Linked DNA regions of Zea mays: region 1 is linked to region 2. The links are chromatin contacts, called in public Hi-C maps. All regions are on one chromosome and are shown on one strand. Each heading gives the region's core, a stretch centred on a gene start, on an enhancer-like site or on the middle of the called end of the contact. The rest is flanking DNA. Distances are from core to core; before and after follow the strand shown.

Region 1 (5,182 bases), core at 155-2,654, 210 kb before region 2:
TACGATTATTAGAATGAAATTCAATGTCAAGGATCCAAATGGGGCATTAGGCTATTCTCAATGAAAATTTCGAAGCACTCTTTCCAATATTGCCAAATCATCAAAAGTGTCACGAAACTAAGAATGAAACAATACATCTCAATGCAAAATTTCATTTCACTATCTCATGCTAACATACCATTTAAATGCTACAACTTAATGACCAATGAATGTGAGTAAAATATGTGAACATGAAACAAATCATTCTCATTAGAGGTTTCATACGGTTTTCAAGTCCTTGAAAACAAGTTAACATGGTTCCATCGCCATAGAACTAGTTTATCTCATAAAACTTAATCCTCTTAAATGCTTTGCCATGTTATAAAAAAATAGTATGCACACTATTAAATATGTATGAAACTACTATTAAGAATAGCCTTAGGCTATCTTCAGTAGTTTACCCATTTTCCTATATCCATATTTAAACTTCATTCTGTTCGGGTAACCATATAGGTGAATTACTGGACACTGTTCTATGACTTGTTTGGGAGCAAGGGAATTATAGTGGATTGAGGGCATGTTTGAAGCAAGAGAAATAAAGGGATTGGAGAGGCTAAAATCCACTTGCTTTTCAATTTCGAATAGCAAGGGGATTTTAGCCTCTTCATTCTTGTCTCACAAACAAGCCAAAAAGGTTTAGTATTCAAAATTGAATAGAAAGGAATTTTAGCTCCTCGATCCCTTCTAATCCTCTGCTCCCAAAAAAGTTGGGTATTGCTTGGTTTGTACAAGCGAATCAATGACATAAAATCAACTATTTCCATTTTTTTTGTTCCATGGTGGAGCAATTGACAGTCAGTTTTGTTTCTTGTCGTGTCTCGCAGGACGCGAGCGCTTCCCCGCCCCATATGTTGTGAAGATTTGTAATCATTCCGAATTCTGATGCCTACCGATCACATGCCACAAAACAAGCTAACTATACAACACATTTAAGCCTAGTTTGATAACATCATTTTCACAAGGGATTTTCATTTTCGCAAGGAAAATTACTTCATTTTTTTATTGAAAAATAGGAATCTATTGGGAAAATATTTATTAATATGCATAATTAAATTTGTTTCATGTAGAGATATGAGTGCAAGCACAGCATATTTATTAATATGCATTATTATAAATCGATTCCGGCTTCTACATTCACAGGCTGCTAAAAGACCCGGTTCCTGGCTGGCTATTCAATTTGTTTTTTTTCTCTCCATTTTCTTAAGGATAACTGATGCAGGCCCATGCTTGATATTTAATAGCCGGCCCAGTTCACTTGCAACATGCTGCCGTGGCTCGCATGCATCCATCAGTCGTCATAGAGCCTGGCGTGGCGCGGCCATCGCGGATAAAAGAAAAATATTTATCATGCATGCATCCATATGGGCCGACCTGTTTATGGTTTGACGACGACACGGCGGCCGCCGGCCGGCGAGCTCCTGATAAGCACGGCACCACCCTTCTGCTGCCATTTCTCACCCACAATGATGACGCACGTGACCTTTTCATGGCTCATGCCAAGAAAGGAAGAAACCGACGTCGTCTTGGCGTGTCCGATTCTGGCAGATCTTATCCCCCATTTCGGTCTTCACCTTTCCCTCAGCAACCAGCACCACCCTTTGCTGCTACTGCTAGAGCTACGGGTGAAGGAAACGTTCAGTGAACCTGTCGTCCCCAGGCGCGACGTACGTCGCGCGGCTGCACCTGCACACGGTCGCCAATACTGCGCTAGTCGACTGGAGTGCTGATACGTCGCCGCTCGCTGCACCACACGCGCGTCGGGTTTGACCCGGCCTCGCCCGCAAAGAAGCCAAGCGCGCCGTCAGAGACGGGCGATCGAGCGACGGAGACCGTTAGAGGTTGACCGCCGATTCGTTCGCGCGGCGAAAAGCGCTGTCACGTCGGCTCAATAATTTCGCAAGTGGGCCGGCGCTTGGACGGTTCCGGTGCTGCCCACGAATTCCACGACGCCGCGCGCCGCGCGCCGGCCAGATGATGCCCATACGCCTGCTCTGATCTTGCTGTGCCTCTACAGGCTACAGGCCATCAATTCCTACCGTAGCAAGCGCTCGTCCAGAAAATGCTTTATTAAAAGGTTGCGTTTGGTTCCACCGCGGCTTTTGTCTACCACAGACTCCTGCTGCGGCCACGACCTTTGCTTTGCCCGAGCATCTTGGTACTGCAGTTGCATAGCATGCAGCTAGCTAGGCAAGAAACTAGCATCGAACAAACTAAAACATTTCAATGTGCAACCATCTTGCCTCGCGGGTCACGGCTTTATGTTTTCCAACATTTTTTGATTAACTCAGACTGATTCCAATAGAGCAGCTAAATGGACAGACAAAGCTAAAATAGTTGCTCACGAGCTACCGTAGCCGTACAAAACACCTTCCAACAGGGCAGCCAAACGAGCCAGGCAAAAAGAATGGAAAGAGAAAGAAGCCATAATAGCTTATATTGTGGCTTGCAGCCATTTCCTTTTTCTGTGTCTAAGAACATGACCCTATCATCTGCTTTATTTGTTGGACTATACTACCGCTGCTTTTTTGTGTGTCGTTGAAACCGTGTGTCATATGCCTGGACAGGCAAACCAGAGACACTAGCCAAAGGCTTGAATGGCTGCTCGATTTGCATGGCCTCTGTTGGAGTCAGTCTCAAACAAGCTAAATTGGCTCTCTAGCTAAGGCCACCCTTGCCCAACCAGGCCAGACAACAAATACCGGTAGACAGATCAAATATATCGAAAGTGATTTCAGCTCTCCCAAAAAAGGTATTAAATGCACCAGTGGTTTCTAAACTTGTTAAAAGATGTCAATTAAGTCCATAAGCTTTAAATATGTATTTTTAGGTCCATGAACTTGTTAACCGATAAAGATGGCACATCGTAGGTCGGTTTATGAACCATACACTGTCGTGGTGTGCGGTGTACCACTTAACATGTTCAATGATCTAGAAATGTGTTTTCAATGTTTTTTCTTCTAAATTACACTGTTTATGGCTAGTTTGGGAACCACGTTTTTTCAAGGGATTTTTATTTTCTTAAGGGAAATTAGTTCATTTTCCTAGGGTCCGTTTGTTTCTTTTTATTTTGAGGAATTGGAATCTTACTATTGGAATAGACTTTTTTTTAAAAATGTGAAATTTCACCACTTTCCAAAGTTATCATATCAGCCTATCTCAAATTCATGGGGTGAGAGATGAAAATTGATTATATAGATTTACATGCTATTTTTCCGATGTACAACTTATAGCACAATTTTCTACTTGCTTCGTTATAACATAAATATAATATATAACTATCTCTCTCATATGATTTAAGATAATATACAAATATATTACATATATAAATATATAAACTTAATTAGTTTTATCTAAATTATAATTATTAAAATGAAATTCAATTCCAACGAAACAAACGGGGCCTTAGGAAAATAGAAATCCTATGGGAAAATGGAATTCCCAAACTAGCCCTTAGAATAGTTTTTTCACTGCTTACAACTCACGTGAGCCTTCTTACAGCGTATGGTTAAAGTAAATAGACCCTATCATTGGTAAGCATACTTTTTGCTGGGTTAATTAGAAATATACCACGATTAGAAACTAGCTCGTGATGCCGCTCCATATCATCAAAATTAACTAAATATCTAATTTTACAAAAAGTAGAGTGGTACCTTTTGTATTTGGGCAGTCATAATATTTATTTTTATAGTCAGTATCAGTAGGGTGTAGGGGCTTTGTCACCGTCGGTCTCTAAAAAAACGTGTTAGAACATTGTTATTCTAATAGTCGAAATCGCAATTGGCTGGTCGATCATCACTAAGCTAATACTCTATGGTTTTAGATTGGTGGGTGCCATACGTAGCATTGTTAATTTTTATGCTAAGCGGTCCTCGTTTTCGGTATGGAAAACTACAGGTCTCGACAAACCGGCGGCGTCCCTGTCAGCGTGGAGCCAGAAAGTTGGTCCGGTCCGGTCCGGTCCGGCCTGGCAATGAGGTGAATGAACGACAAAATCGTCAGGAGCGGGCGCCGGACGAACCTCGAGCAACACGTGTCTCGTGCAGCGAGACGCGAGCGCACTAACCGCGGGTGCGCTTTTGCCTTTGCCGCGCGCACCACCGTCGTCAAGGCGGGCGCTCAGGTAGATCGATCGACAGGAACCGCACGGCCGGCCACCAAAGGCCGCGCACTTTGTATAATGGTGATGATGAATCGCGGCGCACCATCGCTTCCACCAGCACGTCCAGTGCGGCCTCTCTTTCCGTCTCGGTTACTCCAACAAATAAAAACAACACAATATACACGCCATTGCTATCCAAGGAGACTCACGCTGCTGTCACGCATTTCAGGTGTACGTTAATGTGATTGGCGTGTTGTTTCAGGGTATGTTTGTTTGTCAGTCCTGATCTCACTAGATTTCTTGATCAGGCTATATATGTGGCCATACTAGTGTAGTAATGCAGAGTGACTCTGTTTGGTTTTAATGCTCAGGTCATCCGTGTTAGGTTAGAGTGTATTTATTGGTTGTCTGTTCTCAATCTAGCCTATTATTTGGTATTGAAAAAATTATGTCAAGATTAGCCTAGTTTGTTCAAGTGTCAAGAACATAGATATGAAATTGGCCAAGATATTTTAATTAAGAGATTTAGCAAAAAGATCAAGTTCAAACGGAATTTTGAACTCTGTGCGTAGAAGATTCTGCACTGGCATAGCCTGACTAGCTACAAACACTCAAATCTAACGTACTAACTTAGCCAGGCTAGCAACCCTTTCTACAATACCGGGGTCTGGCTAGGATTTATTAAGGATGGCAACGGTAAATCTCCGGTTGGGTGATTAGCTCCACATCACCGTCCCCACAACAACAAAAAAATTCCCCGTAGGGATCCATGTGAGAGGCATTTCTTCCTCATACCTGTTCCGCATGGGAATAAATTACCGATAAAGATTCACATCTCTTTTTAAATTATTTTAAATTATAATTAGGACATACTTTTTTTTGTTATTAATGCAAAATATTATCACTTATACACATTGTCAGAGGTAAAAAACATTATATGAATATCAAAATGAAACATTTATACAACAACTAATCTCTTGATAAGGTAATTATTTATTTTTATCATTAACTATTACAAAAAAACAACATCATGTGCGAGTTTAA
Region 2 (5,145 bases), core at 432-2,931:
GAAAAAATCAACCGAATCCATATTTATGTTACGGACTACTATCCAGTCAAGCAAAAGTTGATGCTCAAGCTTGTATTGATGAGACAGGATAGATTACATATTACAAAATCAAAAAAAAATTACGCATGGACACAATTCAAGGTATAACAGATGCTATTAGTCGTGGATGCAGAAGTGGCAATGAGATGGGTAAAACAATTATTTTACCTGCATCACATATTGGCGGCAGACGTTATATGATACAAAACTATCATGATAGTATTGCGATCTGTCGTGTTCATGGACCACCGGATTTTTTATCACTTTCACCTGCAATGCAAATTGGCATGAAATTCAAGAGAGCTTATTCGAGCCTGGGCAAAATCCTCCAGATAGATCTGATGTGATCGTACGAGTTTACCACATGAAACTTCAGGATATGCTTCATGATATTAGATCTAAATCTATTTTTGGCCCATGCAACGCAGGTACAAAAACTTGATCATTTACTATCTACACAAAAAAACGTATTCAATTACATATTTATATATTCTCTTTCACTAGATAAACAAAACCAAACATTAGGTAACTAAATGCATTCAATTAGTCTGCGATTATGCTTAAAACTACTTACTCACTACTTTGTACAATTTGTTCTACCTAATGCAGTGCTTTACACTACAAAATTTCAAAAACGTGGCCTTCCTCATTCCCATATTATATTTTGGGTCTCAACTGATACAACACAGCCGACCCCAGAGCTCATTGACTCTTTTATATCTGCTGAAATTCTAGATCCAAATACTGATCCACTTGCATATTGTTTGGTTGCCGAACATATGATACACGGTCCATGTGGTCCACTCAATCCAGGTTGTCCCTGCATGAAAAATGGCAGATGTTCAAAAAACTATCCAAAAGAATTTATGAAACTACATCATTTGATAGCCAAGGGTTTGTTGTCTACAGGCGTAGAAACAATAACAGATATGTTATCAAGTCAGGCAACAAACTCGATAATAGGTGGGTTGTACCCTACAATCCAGCACTCATCATGAAATGATATGTGCAAGCGTATAGAATTAGTTCAAAGAATAGCTAATGTCTACATTCTGTGCAACCCCTTTTATAACCCTAAAATTGTAGTGCTAACAACAATACAATCAGTTCGTATGGCCTGGCTCGTTTCTCTGTAGGGTAGATTGTCTTTCTAAAGGAGTCATTAAGACTAAATATTATTAGCTTGTATAATTAATACTCAGAACCTAATGACTGCTTAGTGCTCTAATTATTGTATATATTTTATTAAATCTGGCTTTATCTCTGTTAAAAATATACCATGTGATGAAATGCAGAAATTAATTTCTTGGACGAAATCATTTGACTCCTTAAAAATTATGTTTTTGGTGATATCCGAACAGTGTACCTCTCTCAACAGATTGGAACAGGGAGTCAATATGCAATGAAAATGCCAATAAGATTTCTTTGTCAATTATATAAAAGTTACTTGCTCACAAATATGTACTGTACTATTTTTATCAATTCATTTCTAAAATGTCTACTGCGCGCGCAAAGCGCGCGAACATCACTAGCTAGTTGCAATAGTGCTTTTTTCCTTTGAGACGAGACTGAGAGTGACTGACAGGCACAAACACTAGCCCTTGCCTAGTTGCCGTATAAAACGTGTCGTACGTAGCCTACTAGGCTGTTCCTGTGGTGCGCGCACACTATATTGGTTGGGGGTTCCATCAGGCATCCGACCGACGAGATGAGGAGAAAAGGGAGCGAGTGTACAAGGATCAGCCCCGCTGAGATCGACGTCGTCATGCCCATGATCTCTCTGTCGTCCAGATCCGGCCGAAGGGCGCCGTCGGACCGGGACCGACCTCGTCGGCAAGTGCGAGGCGGCTGCGGGTCTCGCCTGCTGCGGACCGCGCGGTGGACGGCCGCACGCTTCTACAGGCGAGCGAGGGTAAGCATCGATAGGGCATTCCGGTCCTCGTCGACGTCCAAGAAAGCAGCTGCCACTGCTGCTGCTTCACCGGATTGCACGCCGGCGAGGCATGGCAGTAGGCGGCAGCAGTCCGCGCCACCGGTGGCCGTCGATGACTCGCACAAGAGCGAAGCGGTGGAAGAGTGCATCAGGTTCATGAACTCGTCGTCGAGGAAGTACCGGTAGTGCATCGATCAGGTTCTGTGCGCGCTGATGCTGGCGTCTTTCTTGTATTTGTTCTTTCTTTCTTTCTTCCTTTTCATCTATGTGTGCATCTGATCAAACCTTGTGATTGAGAAACATACTGGTTATTTCTTTGATCGATATTTGCGTACCCTGAAATCTCTCATTACTGTATAATATCAAGTCTGCCTGTCAGTTTTTATCTTGCAAGCAATTCTCTTTGTTACTAGCAGTTATTTATTTCTACCACCACATTATGGCATCGATATAAAACCAGGAGCTGGCATATCTGGTTTATGACTCCATGTCCTAGCTATCGTGCTCTCAAACGTTTGTTTCTTGTTCGCTTCTCATATCCGAGTGAGCAGGATAAACTAGAGCTAAATCTATGACATCACTTTCTTATTTGTGCGAAGACGAACAACGAAAACCATATATTCCACGAAGTAGATAGAGGAGATAAGAAAGCACATGTAACTGAAGCAAACTTCTGAACATCGTATTGGAGCCAATCAGTCCAACCTACAGTGGAAGTGTGGAACAGAAACCATGTGTTTGGTTGGGTGTACGGATAGAAAAGTTGCAGCCGCAGATAGATAAAGCAATGTTTGTTTGGTTTACGCATGAACACATACAGGTTGGCGGCGTGCAAATAGGAGACCTCAGACAGGCTGAGCGCATACGCCCGGTAGCTGGGTAGGAGCGCATGCTGGTTGGGATCATGCAGCGGCATGAAAAAATGAGCACATTTTTTATTTCTTTTTTATTATATCTTTTGATTAAAACATTTAATCATCGAATACTTTTTATATTTGTGTTCATAAGATTTTTATGAACAAAACTAGGTTACTCATGTTATATAAAATTTAAATATTTATTTATGTACTCTTCTCTATTGTGTATATTAGTACAAGCAACCAAACACTAGCTATATATAGTTTGGACGCACTAATACAAACAACCAAACAAGAGTCTATGCACGGACCTATCCTGATCACCAAGAGTCTGACTCCCCACGTACGAACCAGGCTACTACCATACATCAACCAATCACACGGAAAGAGACTACAGAGATAAAGGAAGCAATGGAAAAAAAACGAAGATGTACGTGGCATGGAGCTGTTTGCCTTTCGATTGAAGCCCGGGCAGGCAACACTTTTAGCCGCGACATTTAGGGAGGTGTAAATCAGAAATCACCGCTTAGTACAAAACATCTATTTTCTACTACTATAAAGCACTAGTTTCCACCGGTCGATATATGACACGCAAAACGTGTGTCAAGTACCTCTCGCTCGCCGACGTAATAGGCTAACCTTTGCCTCCTTACCTGAGTTGTGTCGCAACCGCCGTTTGTATTAGTATTGTTGTTTGTCCATGTCCATGTAGAACGTTGAAAAAACATCGACTAAATTAAGAACGCCGGTGACGACGTACTTAAGAACTTCGGTTTCCTTAGGCCGACGTACTTAAAAAGTTTTTTCAATGCAGACCATCACAAGCATTACAATTCGCATGCTTCAGTTTCAAAGACATGTTCACAAGCAAAAAATACAGTAGAATTATCCATTAGAGGCTGCACAAGATAGTCCAATAAAGTTTAGACCAGAAAAAATTATCCACCAAAGCTAGTTCACGCCATTATAGTCTCCAATAAATAAAAATAGAGAATCAAAGATTAATCAAGCATGGCATAGTGGGTATGGCTAATGCGGTACTTTTTATATTGTTTTATGTGCTACCTAAAACGAGAATCTGGAAACATGAAAAAGGGAATATCCCGATAAAAAACGGGATTTCAGAAATATAGACGGAAAAGCGTTGAACTGTTTTGGTCCCATTCTCGTAATATGCCATCATGTTTTCGTCTCGTTCTCATTTTTCCCGTAAATACGAAAACGATCAGGATAAAATTGAAACACAGGACGAAACGGGTTTTTTCTCATCTGTTTTTATCCCTAGGTATGATCATTTATGGCCCGGCTAAGATTAGGCCCACACGCCACACAAACTCCAGCACAATCGCACAGCCCACGATGAAGCTACTTTAGCAGGCCAATAGGCACCACGAATGCATGTTGCCATCACCGGAGCGTTCTCCTCAAGCCCAGCGTCGCCAACCAAACTGGAAAGGAGGACTGCATGGTAAAAGCGGCGGACTTCAGGACAAAATCAACGTTTATTCGAGCTGCCATTGCTTAAAGTGATGTTAAGGTATATAAAGCACTTGTGATAATCCTACTGATATATTAACAAAGCATATTTCTAGAGCTATATTTAGGCTTAGTTGGTATTATAGTTTAAGCCCTAATGACTATTGGTATTGGCGATTATTTATTGTTGAGGTGAACCCTATTTTATTTGCTATAAGATGAAATTTATCTTAAGGCAGATTTGTTGGAATATGGTCCAAATTCTAACTAAGTTTTGTAGGAATTTATTTTTGTATTGTACTGCTGTCTGTCTTATATATACATCTTATAATTCGCACGAGAAGACAAATAACTTATCTTATCCCATGCATTCTGTAAACTCTCCTCATATAGTGAAGGTTGTTAGTTGGTGTCCATGATTTTTTTTCTCACAAGGGTTTCCATATTTGCATTATTTTCTACTGGTTTGTAAAGTTGTCAACCAAATATGTAAGTCCTAGTAACTTTGGCGTCGACGATTATTTATTATTGAAGTGATTTGATTAGTTATACTTTATTTGCTATAAGATAGAATTTGTCTTAAGACGAAGTTTGTTGGAATATGTTCTGAATTATTCTAACATGAGCCTTGCAGAGATTTATTTTTGTGCTAGACTATAGTATGTCCGCTCTCTATATATACATCTTGTAAGTCACAAGGGTAGACAAACAACTCACTGTATTCTCTCTATTGTGTAAACTCTCCTGATATAGTAACGATTGTTGGTTGACGGCCATTGCTTTTTCCCACAAGGGTTTTCCATATAAAATTGTGTGTTGTGTGTTTGATTCATATTTGCA

What was found. Hi-C and Micro-C count contacts between places; a contact is called where the count stands out from the background.
Region 1: a contact with region 2 is called in a Hi-C map of tassel, with 3 times the contacts expected there. The contact joins the enhancer-like site here to the promoter of LOC103650993 in region 2. A contact is called at or near these places in 14 of 25 Hi-C or Micro-C datasets (bundle sheath, ear, leaf and 4 more).

Annotation. Positions count from the first base shown.
Region 1 is chr3:183,558,208-183,563,389 of Zm-B73-REFERENCE-NAM-5.0, reverse strand. No RefSeq gene overlaps it. Among protein-coding and RNA genes, the nearest start is that of LOC103650997, 13 kb to the left of the region's middle. Within about 2 kb of position 1,404, at least 18 of the 20 cell types and tissues checked have an H3K27ac peak or open chromatin away from gene starts, as enhancers often do. A contact at or near this core is called in bundle sheath, ear, leaf and 2 more, where this site is marked.
Region 2 is chr3:183,350,744-183,355,888 of Zm-B73-REFERENCE-NAM-5.0, reverse strand. It overlaps LOC103650993, which reads left to right and starts at 1,681. Exons shown (of 1, transcript XM_008676587.4): 1 at 1,681-2,360. The coding sequence starts at 1,748. The coding sequence ends at 2,158.